2 separate regions of the Salmo salar genome follow, and region 1 is linked to region 2. The links are chromatin contacts, called in public Hi-C maps. All regions are on one chromosome and are shown on one strand. Each heading gives the region's core, a stretch centred on a gene start, on an enhancer-like site or on the middle of the called end of the contact. The rest is flanking DNA. Distances are from core to core; before and after follow the strand shown. Region 1 holds the start of LOC106567335 (zinc finger protein 395). Region 2 overlaps LOC106567073 (grainyhead-like protein 1 homolog).

What was found. A called contact is a pair of places that touch in the nucleus more often than the background predicts.
Region 1: a Hi-C map of gill shows a contact between it and region 2, with 2.6 times the contacts expected there. The contact joins the promoter of LOC106567335 here to the enhancer-like site in region 2. A contact is called at or near these places in 2 of 3 Hi-C or Micro-C datasets (gill and muscle).

Annotation. Positions count from the first base shown.
Region 1 is chrssa01:16,699,069-16,704,270 of Ssal_v3.1, reverse strand. It overlaps LOC106567335 (zinc finger protein 395), which reads right to left and starts at 2,617. Exons shown (of 11, transcript XR_001320123.2): 1 at 2,268-2,617; 2 at 1-98.
Region 2 is chrssa01:16,631,679-16,636,990 of Ssal_v3.1, reverse strand. It overlaps LOC106567073 (grainyhead-like protein 1 homolog), which reads right to left. Exons shown (of 15, transcript XM_014135981.2): 4 at 5,198-5,312; 5 at 4,547-4,629; 6 at 3,825-3,978; 7 at 3,426-3,537; 8 at 1,292-1,386. Among protein-coding and RNA genes, the nearest start is that of LOC106567073, 9.5 kb to the right of the region's middle. Within about 2 kb of position 2,745, at least 1 of the 13 cell types and tissues checked has an H3K27ac peak or open chromatin away from gene starts, as enhancers often do. A contact at or near this core is called in gill, where this site is marked.

The DNA.
Region 1 (5,202 bases), core at 1,368-3,867, 67 kb before region 2:
AACAGTAGCTCGCTGCTGTACGTAGAGGCATACAATAGCCACCAGTCACAGGTGGCACTGTAACTCTATTCCAGGAATACAGGGAAAAATAACACGTCCTATAAGGGAAAAGGGGATACCTAGTCAGTTGCACAACTGAATGCAATTCAGACAAACCATCAAACAGGCAAAGCGTCAATACAGGACTAAGATTGAATCCTACTACACCGGCGCTGACGGATATGGCAGGGCTTGCAAACTATTACAGACTACAAAGATAAACCCAGCCACGAGCCTACCAGATGGGCTAAATGCCTTTTATGCTCGCGTCGAGGAAAGCAACACTGAAGCATGCATGAGCACAAAAGCTGTTCTGGATGACTGTGTGATCACGCTCTCCGTAGCCGATGTGAGCAAGACCTTTAAACAGGTCAACATTCACAAGGCAGGGCCAGATAGATTACCAGATGGAAACAGGATGCAATGGAGCTCAATTTTGAGTCTCATAACAAAGGGTCTGAATACCTATGTAAATAAGACGTGTTGTTTTGTTGTTGACATTTGCAAAGATTTCTAAATACCTATTTGGGGTTTGTCATTACAGGGTATTGTGTGTAGATGGATTAAAATAAATTAAAAAAAAGCGTAATCAATTTTAGAATAAGGCTGTAACGTAACAAAATGTGGAAAAAGTCAAGGGGTCTGAATACTTCCCGAATGCACTGTATTTTACACACATGCCTTTTATTTTCCTCCATAAGTAAAAGCAGGAAATGCATCACCCATGTCTCTTCTGCCATTCATTCCTATATAGCACCACAGTGGAGGTGTCATAATACCCATAAAACCTAGTGGTCAAACAGGGAAGTGGTTCTAATCATTTTTCCACCATTAATTTTTCCCATAGGAGATTTTAGAAACACATAAAATAAGAACTGTATTTCGTATAAGCTTACCCTGGCGTGCTGTTTTGATAACCATGTAAATCTCCCTCGGACAAGGTGACAAATATATTTGACTGTATTTACTCTCAGATTCAAAAATGCTAATTAGCTTAAAAATAGACATCACGCAAAACTACAAATCCCTGCAAGCTCCTGCACCTCATCTCCAGCTGACACCTTTGCTAACAGGTATTGTGTCTATTTAAAACTTGCACAAGACTGTTCACAGAATTGTCAATTTAAAAGAAATGTAGCCAATGTATTTATTACTACATTTAGCTAACATTAGAGATTCTTACCTTTGCCTCGATTGGCAGTCTAGTCCAGATCATCATGGCATTTGTAGTTCTTTATGATAGCCACAATAGCAGATAATTAGCCTTTCATTTTGGGGGGGTAAATACAGGCAAATATTGATCAAAATCACATTGTCCTAGAGATTTACACGGTTATCAAAACATCACGCCAGGGTAATTCTACACAAAACACAGCCCTTATTTTAAGTGTTTCTAAAATCCACTATGGGAAATATGAATGGTGGGGAAACGATTGGAACCATTTCCCTGTTTGACCACTAGGTTATGGGTATTGTGACTCACTGAGACTGGTTTGGATTTCTCCCTGACCAAAATAGCTGCCATTCTCAGAACATTCTAGAACTTGAGGGTCTATGACATAGCTGTCCACCCCCTTATCGGTGGAAAGTAGTATAACCACGCATGCCCGCACTAAAACTGTCAATTTCTCTTTCCAAAAATAAACCATGAAAACACTATCATTGCAGTAAGATGATCACTACGACACTGAATGTAGATAATTTAGTGTAATGCATAATTTATTTTTAATTCGTTTGATTTTTTTTCTTCTTATGTTTACTCGTTTCCCAATAATAGGATAATGTTGGATGTTGTTTTAAAATAAATTAGTTCTATAAGGTTGTCACAAAGGATCTATGCACACAAGAGATTTTAGGATGCAAAGCATCACGTTTACAGCCTATATTCTGCAGCTCATGCTTTGTAATAAAAATGTAATATAAGGCATTGATTGCTTCATTGAACATTTACTGATAGCCCACAAATAACAAGCGTCTGCATTGACTGGGTCCTAATATTATTTGCAACTTCACAGTTGATAAACATGGTCATATAAAAAGTAGCCTCAATGCATTTTGCAGCGATAAGAACATGTTTTTTTCTTCATGTTTACAATACAAATATGCACTTAAAATCCAAACCTTATGCACTGCATAAAGAATCTACTAACATGTTGAAAAGCATGCATCCTAAACAGCACTTTTCCTTGAGAACCCCAGCAAAGTTCCAATGGGTAGAGTGCACTTACCTCTGCCAATATTCAACACACCAGCTTCCTTAAAGCTCGCTTTAACCGGCTGTAACTTGAAATGCTGTTTTCCCTGCCTGAAAAAGGGTTGTATGCTGGTTATATCCAAACCCGGTATGGATTAAGGGGCAGGATTGGAGCTTTTCTTCTGCGAAAACATTATCAAGTAAATACCATACATACACGGTACTCGGACGTAAATAACCGTCTACTTTACATATTTGACTCAACTGAATAGATACATCAGTGGCAGTTAAACAGTTTTAGCGTGAAAATATAGCTGTAGGTGTCGAGTATTGTTAAAAGGGAATGAAAAACACGTCCGGGTTTTCTTAAATCTGTTTTCAGCGGGTTTTCAGGTCTTGTAGTAAACAAGATAACCATGTGGTAAGGATGTCAGCGTTCATTGGTCAAACCCTGTTTTTCTAGACACACGCCCCACAAAGCTCACTTGTTTACAGTAGCTTGGATTCGGGCTTGCTTGAGTGGAGCTCACAGTGGACGGACAGTAACTCAACTGGGTTACATTGTTGCATGCATGCTGCAGAAAGCAAACAGCTACATTGAAAGTTGCAACATTGCTCATCATTTCAGTGCAAGTTTAGAACTTTGTCACATTGCTTCAGTGCAAGTTTGTCATAGGCTACGATAGGGAATTTGGTGAAGTTCGAAATGAATTAATATTATAATAAATATGTTATATACTGTTTTTTATATTAGGCCTATTTTTGCCATTTCATACCCATCTGCAACATTAACAATGTTGCTACTGTAATGTAACAGCTCCATTCTAATCTCACAATGAACCAGTGTTTGACTAAACCAGTCAGATGAGATTTGCTGTGTGACTTACACAGTAGCCTATGCAATCCACACTGCCTTTGTTTACACTAATTATAAGGTGTTGGCTCTCCTTTGGTGAGGTGAAAAACAACAGGTATGTGGATGGCTTGTGTGGGCAGGGAGTCCCCTATACAGCATTTTACATCAGTGGTTCTCAAACATTTCCTCAGGGACCCCTGACATTTCACTATTTTGTTTTAGCCCTGAACTAGCTCACCTGGTTAATTTCATTAAGGTCTTGGTGATTAGTTGACAAATTTAATCATGTGTGCTAGCTCTAGAATAGAGTAGATCAAATACATGGAAGGGCTGAGGGTCCCCAAGGAGATGTTTGAGATCCACTGGTGTACATAAAATAGATCAGTGGTTTCTTAAACCTCTCCTCAGGGACCCAAAGCCATTCCCTGTATTTTATCTCTTCCAGAACTTGCACACCTGATTCAACTTGCCAACTAATCATCAGCCCTAGGTGAATCACAAGCATTACACTACACTCGCATTAACATCTGCTAACCATGTGTAGGTAGATGAATAACATTTGATTTGAATCGGGTGAGCTAGGACTACAACAGAGAGGAAGAGGCAAAGCAAGAGGATTTACTCCCCCCAAAATCTGTATGTGTGAGATAAGCCCCTTTTGTATGGATGTCTATGAGAAAGTGTAGAGATAGGTGGGTCTTATTTGATCTAATACAAGTTTCTTCATATTACACATTTAGACTACTGATATAAGTGGAGGCACGTGGCATTCCCGCAAATTTGAGAATCATTACTTTGTTGTGCCTGCTGTTCAAACACATATCTGCCCTCTCATTCAATAGAATGGTCCCGCCTGATATCGCCTCGTCTCGCGACATGCATTTATATTGTTAGAGCGGTCACTTCACTATCTTGTCAATATAATCGAAAATCTTTGGCTTCAACACAATTGTGAAACGTCTGGGGGTCCCCGATGAGAGGTTTGAGAACCACATAGATAGTGTGCAGCTATAAAGATGAAGGGCCAGGGACGCTGTTTTAATCAAAACATTTTCACAGTCCGTGAATATTGGCGAGAGGAGATGTGACGACGTCCCCATGCCGTTGCAGAATACCGATTTTAGCCTAAGCCGTCTGGCTCGAGAGATAGTAGTTCGTCATTTTATAGCTCTTACTGCATGGGGAGCTCGTGCTGTACGTGCGGGTGAGCGTCGGGTCGATCAGGCAAAAATATACACACGCGCGCACACACACATTGAAAAGATGCACGTAGCGAGCGTACAACACGTCGTCCTTGGTGTGTGGGGGTGGGTGAGTCAGTGGCGCTCCAAAGAATGTTGTTGCGAAATAGGCAAACGCTCTGGTCCACTGACCCAGATACAGCATAGTTAGTCTATAGTTAGTTACTCAGTTCATGGGCTCCCTTCTCAGCTTTCACACTTGCATATAAATGTATCCGACTGGCAACTAACTTACCCCGTCTCAATCCTGTGAAAATAAGGGCACCATTACCTGTAAAAAAAAAAAAACGGATACAAGCATAAGCTATTCACTGCAGAAAATCAGTATAATGTTATTGTATCTCTCTCCCGCTCTAAATTAAAGGTCTTAATTGGCATGGGAAACATATGTTTACATTGCCAAAGCAAGTGAAATAGATAATAAACAAAAGTGAAATAAAAAATTAACAGTAAACATTACACTCACAAAATGTTCTAAATTAAAGAGACATTTCAAATGTCATTTTATAGCTATATACCATGTTGTAACGATGTGCAAATAGTTAAAGTACAAAGGGGAAAATAAATAAACATATAGGTTGTATTCACGATGGTGTTTGTTCTTCACTGGTTGCCCTTATGGCAACAGGTCACAAATCTTGCTGCTGTGATGGAACACTGTAGTATTTGAGGGAAACATGTATCTCTAATACAGTCATACACTACCGTTCAAAATTCTGTGGTCATTTCCATGTTTTTGAAAGAAAAACAACATTTTTGTCCATTAAAATAACACCAAAATGACTATTGTAGCTGGAAACGGCTGATTTTTTAGGGAATATCTACATAGGCGTACAGAGGCCCATTATCACTCCTGTGTTCCAATGGCACGT
Region 2 (5,312 bases), core at 1,496-3,995:
CCTAAGTTATTAAATCCTCAGGGGACTCAGCGAGAGAAGGTAAAGCATCTTTCACACACACACACGCACACACACACACACACACACACACACACACACACACACACACACACACACACACACACACACACACACACACACACACACACACACACACACACGCACACGCACACGCACACACGCGCGCACACACACAACCATCCTTAGTGTGACACCTTACACCCAACTCATCTGTGGTTCTAACAAACAGACAGTGCATAGACACAGGTGATTATACACAGTACAAACACAAGGATGGAAGTCCTCGGGTCCTATGGACACAGGCCGCAGGTCATGAGATGAAAAGATCCACACCCTGGTTATATGTATGCATGTGTGTGTGTGTGTGTGTGTGTGTGTCCCTCAGTGAAAACCAACGAGCAAGGAGATGGAAGGGATAGATGAACTGTCTATCTGGTAGTTTGTTTGTGCATCCCAGGCTAACAGACCAACAGTCAACAGTAGCAGTGTCATAGCACCCCATGAACATAAAGTGCTAGCTAAAGCGTCTGTGAGATTGTCTGTTGACGCCATCCCTCACAACCCAACAAACTGGTCAGGGACGGTGGATTATGTCTGTCACCTCGTACCCGGTCGGACGGGATTCCATCGCTAGCTGTCAAATCCAGTTCTGCCCCCCTGCTGCGTTTCCTCATTCCAACTCCCATTGTTAGGCAGTAGGCAAGCCCTAGATCCTTAGGCCTCCCTTGTATGTGCATCACTTTAGCTCAGCAATTGGGGTGACATGTAGAACGAGTTTAGAATGTGGCCTCGACGGCAGACAAACACCTACGCATGTACCTATTCACTATGGTCTCTAAGCAACCAAAGGACCCAAAACACTGGAAAAACTCCCCTTACTCCCCAAGGGCCAATAAATGTCTTTATTTTTCGATCAAAACTCGAAGGACAACTTTCCATAATAGGCATCTAGAAGAAAACAAAGGACAAAGCGTGTGACGATCGCTTGCTGACAAATTGGTTTGCATCACCTGACACCTTTTCTGTGATGGCCAAAACACATCCTAACCTTCAGAGCAAGGGAAGGCAGTCTATTTTTGGAAGAATCTTCAGCCACATTTACACAGAATGTTGATGAGGAAGTTGTGATCAGATGAACCGAATCCTCCAGAAACACTTGGCATCATCACGTGTTCTAGGGAAAAACAACTAGGCTTACAACTATCTTTCCATCTCTCTTCACCTTTTTCTCTGATTCCTCATACCAAAAGGTATGTTTCCTATACCTCACCTTAGCCTCCTCATTGATGTCCCAGGTGAAGGAGATGGCGTTGTAGGAGATCTCCTCAATGTTGCTGATTGTGTTGAAGCTCTCTTTGTAGTCAGCTGGGAACCATGGAACACATAACGGACTGTTAGTACAGTTAGCACTGACAGAAGACGTTCAATGAAGAGAGGGTGCTAAGATAAGCGCGGCGGTGGCTAAGTTATGAAACTAAGTATGGAGAGGTGAAAGGCTATTTTATTAGTATTATTATTATCATTATTAGGACTGGGCTGAATGAAAGGTTTTAGGAGCCTTGCATAAGAATGAAGTGAAGGTCAGTAGCTTGTATTAGATACAACCATTGAGAATGTGCTCCCACCCTGGTGAGGTCCCATCCCACATCTTAGATGTTTGATAAACAAACAAGCTTTTTGTCCTCAAAAGGTGCGGCTTAAAAAGCTTGCTCCGTGGTATTGGTCTCGTAGTCTTGCGTTGTTGTACTACCAAGTCTAATCCTTCAGAAAATGTTTTCACTATGCCATTTTTTGGAAATTGAGGTGCTTGTCTCCAAACTTTACATTCTGACTAATCCCATCAAAGTCCCTTATTAGGCCTATACCCCTATGCCAGAAACCACACTGCTTTAGTAGAGCACTTCTACGTTGCTGACTGACTACTTTTAATCAAAAGCAAGCAGGTTGTCTCAATGGTCACCTTTCGCCCACAGTCCTTCCATCAAAGTCAGACTGCAAGTGAGACAATACACTTTCCTCTGTCAAGCCAAACTAAGTTCTCCTTTCACAGTGTGTGCGTGCAGAGTAAGATTGATCAGTCTACCTCCAGAGAATTAAGCTGCTGTATTGTCCCGACAGGGAGCCACCATGAAGCTCAGTTGACACAGGTATCATTAACAAATAGGCAGTGGTGGAAAAAGTACCCAATTGTCATACTTGAGTGAAAGTATAGATACCTTAATAGAAAACGATTCAAGCAAAAGTCACCCAGTAAAATATTACTTGAGTAAAAGTCTAAAAGTATTTGGTTTTAAATATACTTAAGTATCAAATGTAAATGTAATTGCTAAAATATACTTAAGTATCAAAAGTAAAAGTATAAATAATTTCAAATCCTTTATACTAAACAAACCAGACAGCACATTTACGGATAGCCAGGGGCACACTCCAACACTCACACATAATTTACAAACTAAGCATTTGTGTTTAGAGAGTCTGCCAGATCAGAGGCAGTAGGAATGACTAGGGATGTTTTCTTGATAAGTGCGTGAATTTGACAATTTTTCTGTCCTGCTAAGCATTCCAAATGTAACGAATACTTTTGGGTGTCAGGGAAAATGTATGGAGTAAAAAGTACATTCATTTATTTAGGAATGTAGTGAAGTAAAAGTAAATAGGACAACTGGCCTTGTCCCATATCCACCCTCATTATCACCCTCCTTCATCCAATCATGTGTATTGTTCTAATGAGGTTTGTTAAGGTTCAACCAATCAGATCCAGGATCATTTTTCCCTTTTAGAATAAGAGTATATGGACAAGGGGGACGTGCTCATCCTAGATCTCATACTAAGTTATTTACTTAAGGTGGCATAGAGGTTTTGGCTCGTTGGGTGGGTCTGTCTGCCTGGCTCCTTGGCTAGCTGGATTCTTCTCCTTCTAGGTCATGAGAGTTGAGCTGAGACAGAGACAGCATGTGACACGGGGGAGGAGATGGAGGGTGACTGTTGCACAACAACTCAGGGAACAACAGTGACTCGTGACAGTGCAGGATGGTATGGTAAGAAGAGTGTCAGGTAAATATGATGAAATGTATTCGGAACCATTCAGGCAGTACTTCGGGTGACTTTATGTGACATAAAAACTATGGCCTGATTTAATAAGCGTTTGTAATGTGAAGTTTGCACCTGTTATTTCCCCAGATGTAATAAAACATTTAAGGTTGATGAACAATCTTAAAGGGTAAATCAACTCATGTTTTAGCTAGTTTTTTGTCTTTCCTCGCTTTAGATAATAACAGTTGAAAACTTGTACTAACTTGTGCTTTGCACCGTAAATTAGGCATTTCATGTCTTGGTGTAGCGTCTCCTTCAAGAGTTTGTGAGGACTAGTGTTCCATGTAGGTTCCAGTAGCATAGGCTCTTACCAATATCAAGACACCTCTGCTTGGCTGTGTGCTGTCTGGAGTGCCAGTACTTCCAGTGCTTCAGCTGGTCGTCTCTGCACTTCTCCTCTCCAAACACCACCATCACCACACTCTGAAATGGTGCACACAACCCCAGGGCCATCAATCATGCTAGCTTAACTGACACATTCCACTTAACAAGTTCCTACTTGTTAGTACATTAGCTACTATTAGCATAATAGCTACCAACTAGCATAAGATTTCTCTGTTTATTCTGTCAAAAAATGTATCGTTAACATGAGAGACCTAGCCAAATTATCTGCACATATTTAGTTACAGACAAGGACCAATCTAAAAGTTTTCTGTTATTGACAATGAACTACTGTAGAACAACTAACTAGCTTGGTGGTGTGGTCTTACCCTGACTTTGCTGATGGGGTGCTGCAGCTTGCTGTTGTCTATCTCCCTGAGGCTGATGGGGTAGAACTGTCCCTTGTTCAGGTACGTCATGGTACCGTCACCTGTCTTCTGACGCAGCGACTTGGAAGCATCCAGGGTGTACTCAAAATTATTCCTAATCAGGAAATAAATATTAGTGACAAAACCACAGTAGGCTACATTTGTATTTTCCTTTAGGGAAAGAGGAGCCTGAAATCTAGACCTGCTTTGTGCTGACATTCCACTCCTTGTACTCCGTGTCATATGTTTGGCACAAAACAGGCCTGGATTTCAGGCTAGGGAAAGAGTAGGCATAGAGATGGAAAAAGTGATGTATCTAGTATTCAGCTGATGTTTGTCTGGTATCTATCTTTATTCTAAACCATCTAGATGTGTTTTCAGTATTTATGAATATACCGTATGCAAATATTGATAACCTATATTTTCCACATGTGAAATACATTGCAAATGTCACCCCTTGATTAAGACCACCCTCATCAGTCCCTTCCCATTGGCTTGATTGTGACCCCGAATCCTCGTAGTGTCACTGAGTCCCTGATAACATTACGTTTGGCATTGTAGCTTTTAAACTGAGGGAATCTGCTGACCCCCAGGTGACTGTAGTGAATGAGGTTATTCTCCTATCAGGGGCTGAATGGCAGGGTGCGAGCGACAGCGGGCAGGCGCCGGGCTGGAGGGCTTACCCCGGCATGGTGTCAAACACGCTGTATTCCTCTGCCGAGATGGAGGCCATGCGTAACTGGAGATCCCCTGGGAAGGAGAACACCTGTGGCACACAAAGAGGACAGAGAAGTGGGGAGAGAGGGTCTGGATTTAGACAAGCATCCATGACAAGGGTTGTAGCTAGCACTCTCAGGGGTTACAGGAAGTAAAGGGAGCCCTCTCTCTCTCTCTCTCTCTCTCTCTCTCTCTCACTGAAGTGGAAACAAACCACTTCCCATCCTACCCTCCCTCTCTCCTTCCCTCACTCCTTCCTCTGCTCCCCGTGTGAAGGGGGTTGTGTTGGGTTATCCCTTTCCAAGGTAATTCCCCTCCAGGTTAAATGGAGAGAGAGGAGAGAGAAGAGAGAGGAGAGAGGCTATTGAAGGGGGGAAATAGTACAGCACTTTATTGTGTGGGCCAGACAATGGCATAATAACACACTGGCCTGCTATTTTGGAATGTTCAAATAAAAACAGGGAAGGCTGAGACCCACTGTTGTAAGCTCCAGAGGCTCAGGTGAAAGGGTTATTGTCTGACTGGAGAGAGAGATCTGAGAGTGGGGGTGTGGAGGAGGGTGGTGGGAGTTTTAGACTAGAGAAGAGGCTATTGGATTCCTGTTGTTGTGTCCACACCTCTTGGGAACCATCCTTGTAGGTCTCTGGGAAGGTGGAGTCGGGGGTACGGGGCTGGGTGCTAGGGCTGAACTGGCTGTGTGTGAGCTGCCTGGCGAACTCTGCCGTGTGGCTG